Linked DNA regions of Mus musculus: region 1 is linked to region 2. A link is a contact called in public Hi-C data. All regions are on one chromosome and are shown on one strand. The core of a region is the stretch at or near the end of the contact, and the rest is flanking DNA. Distances in the headings are between cores, read along the strand shown. Region 1 overlaps Klf12 (Kruppel-like factor 12). Region 2 has its middle 93 kb from the start of Klf5.

Region 1 (2,760 bases), core at 50-2,549, 500 kb before region 2:
AATTTTAAAATAATCAACTCTGTTTTGTTACTGTGCCGCTCAGGTAGTGGCAGGAATATGTGAGCAATTATTTTGAAATAGTGTCATGATGGCAACCCCTGCCGAGGCTACATTGTTAAAGGAACATTACAAAGGAGAAAATGTAGCTCAGGAGTCATCACAATGTTGCCAGCAGGCCCACTGTTCCTACCCTCTCGTCTACATTGTATATTTCTTCCACACAATAAGGTATGCAGTGTATTTAAATGAAATTGTAGAAGCTTTAAGTTAATGGAGTCTTACTTGTACAGTGAATATCTACTTTTCATTTCCTTCATTTAAAGATAGTACAGGTATATTAAGTGTACATTCTAAAAGAAAATATGGCATCATTTAGGTTGTTCACTATTGTCTTAAGCAGGGGTTCTCAACCTTTGGGGCTCGGAGTACCTTTTCATGGGGGTCAACTAGGATCATTAAAAAACACAGATGCCTACAATATGATTCATAACATTAGCAAAATTACAGTTATGAAGTAGCAACGAAGATAATTTTATGGTTGGGTATCACCACCACCTGAGGCACTGTCTTGAAGGGCCGCTGCATTAGGAAGGTTGATAACCACAAAGTAATTTCAATGCTGTTTTAGCTCTCAGGTGTCAGTAATGCGTACAGCCACTAGATGGAGCACTAGACTCGGCTGTTGCAGCTAGTCTAGGTGGGAAATATGATGGCTCTCCTGCTGTGTGGGACACACTAAAGTGAAACGTGGCAATCAGAATGAAATGTTCCACAGAGCATTTCAACTTAGTAATGAATGGAAAACGGAGTTAAATTTCAAGCCAAGTTTCTAAAAATAATCCCAACATGTCTTTTCTTTTTCAATAAATATTGGAAATATTTCATATTACAAATTGATATTATGCCTCTGCCACAAATCTGGGGCGGGGGTGGGGGAGAGTCATTAATAGGGCAGTTTTGTTTAATGTTCATTAAAATTTATATTTATATTTATTTATTTGATAGAATTTATATCAAGTTCTATAAACTGAACTTGAGATAGATACATTTCTCATGTATCTGCCTTCATAAAAATAACTCATATCAGAATATTAGACATCGAAAGGTTACTTATGGAGGCTTGAAAATATGAACCAGGGATGATTAGACCGTGTCTGAAATCTGTCCTTATTTACATTTAAAAGTAAAGGAAACTGTACACTAATTAGCAACGCCTCCTCGGATGAAAGGGGCATGTGCTGTAACCGGATCACTGTTATTTATAAATTACACGTGTGATGCACTTAAGCCCCACTTACACCTACGCTCCCTCCCACGCGGTGATGCTAAGTGGCTCCAGATTCCACGGTCTCACTTTTCCCCTGACTCATCGCTTCTTATTGCTATTCATGTATTTCTTTCTTCTAAACTGACATCTCGATTTCTTTTTTTTTTTTTCCCTGAATAAGATTCTAAAGTGGCTTGGGGAGATTCTCGGACAGCTGTCCATCGCGGTGGCCTTTGGGTCCACCTTCAGATACATACAGTGCTACTTCTGATATTTGCGTCATTGCTCATGGTTCCTTGAACTCCCCTTTTAGGATCTCCCTCCTATCTCTATTAACTATAAGACAAAGCACACAGCCTAGTGATGGTGCTGAGATACCATCTAAAAACTGACTCTTTTCAGGGTAGAATCCTCATGGTAAGTAGCTTGTAAGTCCTGGCCAGAGTTCATGTAGTCTGTGAGCTGCATGGTTGTCTTAGTCTGCTTCTGCTGCTGATGTTACAGTATCACAGACTAGGCAAGATCTAAAGAATTAAGCTTGATCCTGATTTCTGGGTCTGGTTCAAGGTTGAAGGACTGCATTAGATGGTGGCCTTCTTGATATTGGAGTCCCGTGGTGGCTGTCACAGGACAGGAGACAGGAATGTTTGAGAGACTTATTTACTACTCCTTAAATGCCTCATGGTAGGGATTAAATTTCAACATGAATTTGGGTATTTGTTTGGTTGGTTAGTTTTTGTTTTTGTTTTGTCTTGTCTTGGCTTTTTTGTTGGTGGTAGTGGGATTTTTCTGGATGGTTGTTTGTTGGTGAGGCTGGGTGTCAGTCACACTCACACTACAACAAAGTGTGCTGAGAAATTTTAAAAAATGAAATATGAAATGTGAAGTGATGAAACTAAAGTCTGCATCTCTCTTTGTCCTGTAACTGATAAGCTTGGAGCAGCTACCAAAGGTGTGGCAATCTCACGGATTTTCATTTTTAGCTTTATCCCCAGATGTTGTAAGTCTCATTAAAAATGTGTGACTCAGGACATCAGTTTTATAACCGAAGCAGATAGATACAGTGATAACACATCCTAGGCCTTCGGCAGTCCTTGGCTGAAGTGGATCCAGCTATAGAGCTATGTCATTGTAAACTTATGGCTACAATTAAATAACTTTACTTGGGACTCTAATGGATTTGATATGTATGAGCGGTAGTTGTTTGGAAGTGAAGCTAACTGCCATTTAGTAAGCATACTATGTCACTGTCATAGTAAATAAACAGTTGTTTACATTCTTACTAAAATATTTCAGTTTCCCGTTTGAAAGGCCATATCCATGGGATGAGCTCAGCAACTACTGGTTGAACATTTTCTCCATTCCTATAGATGGAGTTTCAGAAGCACAGAAAAAGTCATGGACCGTCCTTGGTGAGCTTGCCCATAGCAGAGTAGATAATTCACACCGTATCCAGGGGAGAGCAAGCAGCTGCAATGGTGCCTAGCTCTGCA
Region 2 (3,045 bases), core at 168-2,667:
AGCCTAGAAATGATGACTCTTTTTCCTTGCTGACTATGCCATACTCTTTGAGAAGATTGAAAGACATTACATATGCTATAGGTGTGTGTCATGTACATTTCAAAAATCAAAAATGGATTCCCACAGGCCTGAGAGGTCCAAGGGGGAAAGAGACACATTAGACTGTCCTCTGGGTAGAAGCTCTCAAAAACAAAGAGCTGTAATGAGCCCTCTGCTAAGTGCTGGGAAAGAACAAACTAAGAGCTAGAAGGTTCTTTGCAGGGAGAGGGCAGGTGTGAAGTCAGCCCTGTGAATGTCTGGTTTGGTTTTATATTTGCATGCATCTGGTTCCTCTTCGTTTCCCCTGAAGTGGAAGTTACCAAAGTATCACAAGAATGCTGGCCTCACAATGTTCTATGGGCCCAGAACAAGGAAATCAGCAGATGAGAACACAGCTACCTGTTCTTGGAAATTTCGTAGCACAAGGAAAAGAAAGAGAAAACAGGGAGATCAGATAAACCCCTCCAATTAAGTAGACATGCTGTATAATGTTTAGCCAAATTAAATCTCTTAACATTGACGTTTACCCATCATTAAGCCTTGTGTAATTACACCAGGGGAAAACACCTTCCATTGGCAGGCGCAGATGTGGGCTTGAGGACAGTCAGTTACCTTTTCCTACAGCAGGTTTGTCTCACACCAGTGCCGTGGCTTAAATAAGTAAGCTCTTCAAAGACCATGGATCAAGGATAAGTCAGACCACCATCCTGATAGAGAATAAAAGGGACTGAGGCACACACCTTTAATCCCAGCAGGTGAATCTGCCAGCTTGAGGCTAGCCTCATCTACCTAGAAAATTCCAGGCCAACCAGAGCCACATAATGAGACCTTGTCTCAAAAATAAATAAATAAAAATTTAGGGAGTGGGATGAAGAAGGGGCAAGGGACAGAAGGAAAGAGAGGGAAAGAACTACTAAGGAACAAAGGAGAAAATCTGAACAAAATTGGTCTCAAAGGCTGGGGAGTCATCTATAATGGAGCAATGGAGTAGGTGACTCCAAGATGGTACTGGGAAACCTGGCTACTGCCTCCCTCTCCCCTCGTGTTTTTTTTGTTTGTTTGTTTGGTTGGTTGGTTGGTTGGTTGGTTGGTTGGTTGGTTGGTTTTTGACAAAGATGTGCCTTTTTTGTCTATAAAGACGATGCTCTTGACTGAGGTCTCCAGAGCTTCCAAGTGAGAGACACATGCAAATGGTTTCTATGCGGTCAACTCTCCACCAGGAAAGCAACCCAAGTGTCCGCATGAAAATGAGACCGTCCGGGCCTCCCACTTTGCTTGAACAATTTCCATATCCACATCCAGTAGGACAGGTTTTCCTGGGACAGGCCTACAACCAGCATGTCTCACCATGTAGAGACTCAACATTAGGCATGGTGACCTGCACTCCTCATGACAGAGCTGGGCACACAATGCACACCCACGTGAAAGAGGAAGGGAAGCCAAAGTGGGCAAAACTTTCCACCCCTGTGCCTCCGAAGTACCAAGAAAGAGGGGGAGGGTGCGGGGGGGGGGTGGCATGGGGAGGGCAGCTCCCTCTACAGAGGCAAGCCCAGACCTTTCCCTTTGTGGTTTTGTTTTGTACATTGAAGCAGGAATCCCAACAAAAGGTGGGGTGAGAGACATCAATCACCCTGAAGCTTCTGGGTATAAAACTAACCACCTCTGGAGACAGTTAACTGTGCACTTTCTCTGCCTGGCTCTCCCTGAAGGCTGCTTCCTTTAGGAGCAAATTTGGCAAAGGTAACTCCTCCGTTTCTTAAAGGCACGGAAACTTTCTCTTCTCTCACTGGCTGCGGAACCCAGCTGGTCAGTTGTAGGGCACACCCACTGTCCATTTCTGTGGATCATATTCCAGGTCTTCCCTGGCTCATCAGTACACGGGGAAGGCGGTTCTTGCTAGCATAGTGACTTTTGCTACAGATTTAGAACGGAGACATTTCCAACTGCTTCAACTGCTCAGTCGCTGGTAGCCATTAACCAGCATGTCCACCAACGTCTTAGTGTCTCAGTGTCATCCCAAAATACACTGCAACCATCCTAGCAGATCTCTGTAAGAATTGAATAAGCTAACAACGCTTCTACCACTTACACAACAGGGCAGAAAGATGAAGAAGGAAGGCTACCATCCAAGGAGCCCACAGTCCACTCTTAGTGACAGAATGTAAATCAGACAATAAGTCTGAATTCCTGCCTTAATTTTTTAAATTCCATACATAAAATGTTCCAGAATGGCTATGGGAGTGCAAGCCTGTAATTCCAGCACCTGGGAGGTGAAGGCAGGGGGATCAGGAGATAGAGAGCAGCCTCTGCCCCGTAGTGAGTTTAAGGCCAGCTGGGACTACAGGAAACCCTGCTTCGAAAACAACGGTGTTTTAGACTACAGATGTAGCTCGATATCTAGCTTAAAAAGAACCCAGATTTGATTTTCTCATCTTCACTAAAACATGGTAGTGCTCCATGTCTGTAACCCCAGCACTCAGGAGGTAAGGGAATCAAGAGTTCAAAGTCATCCTTGTCTACCTGATGAATTCGAGACCAGCCTGGGCTACAGGACACCCTGCCTAAGAAAGAGAGAAAAAAAAAGAAAAAAGAAAGAAGGGGAGGGGAGGGGAGGGGAGGGGGGGCAGGGGAGAGGAGAGGAGAGGAGAGGAGAGGAGAGGAGAGGAGAGGAGAGGAGAGGAGAGGAGAGGAGAGGAGAGGACAGGAGAGGAGAGGAGAGGAGAGGAGAGGAGAGGAGAGGAGAGGAGAGGAGAGGAGAGGAGAGGAGAGGAGAGGAGAGGAGAGGAGAGGAGAGGAGAGGAGAGGAGAGGAGAGGAAAGGAAAGGAAAGGAAAGGAAAGGAAAGGAAAGGAAAGGAAAGGAAAGGAAAGGAAAGGAAAGGAAAGGAAAGGAAAGGAAAGGAAAGGAAAGGAAAGGAAAGGAAAGGAAAGGAAAGGAAAGGAAAGAGAGAGGGAATAAGAGACAGAGAGGGCAATTTCAGAGGCATGCCTTTGATCAGTGAATACAA

What was found. A called contact is a pair of places that touch in the nucleus more often than the background predicts.
Region 1: a Hi-C map of epidermal suprabasal cells shows a contact between it and region 2, with 6 times the contacts expected there. The contact joins two enhancer-like sites. A contact is called at or near these places in 4 of 484 Hi-C or Micro-C datasets (embryonic stem cells, epidermal suprabasal cells, group 2 innate lymphoid cells and 1 more) and 2 of 9 other capture datasets (adipose tissue and embryonic stem cells).

The regions. Positions count from the first base shown.
Region 1 is chr14:99,892,825-99,895,584 of GRCm38.p6, reverse strand. All of the region lies in intron 6 of Klf12 (Kruppel-like factor 12), which reads left to right. Among named protein-coding and RNA genes, the nearest start is that of Gm22970, 120 kb to the right of the region's middle. Within about 2 kb of position 1,299, at least 14 of the 459 cell types and tissues checked have an H3K27ac peak or open chromatin away from gene starts, as enhancers often do. A contact at or near this core is called in epidermal suprabasal cells, where this site is marked.
Region 2 is chr14:99,390,278-99,393,322 of GRCm38.p6, reverse strand. No RefSeq gene overlaps it. Among named protein-coding and RNA genes, the nearest start is that of Klf5, 93 kb to the right of the region's middle. Within about 2 kb of position 1,417, at least 14 of the 459 cell types and tissues checked have an H3K27ac peak or open chromatin away from gene starts, as enhancers often do. A contact at or near this core is called in epidermal suprabasal cells, where this site is marked.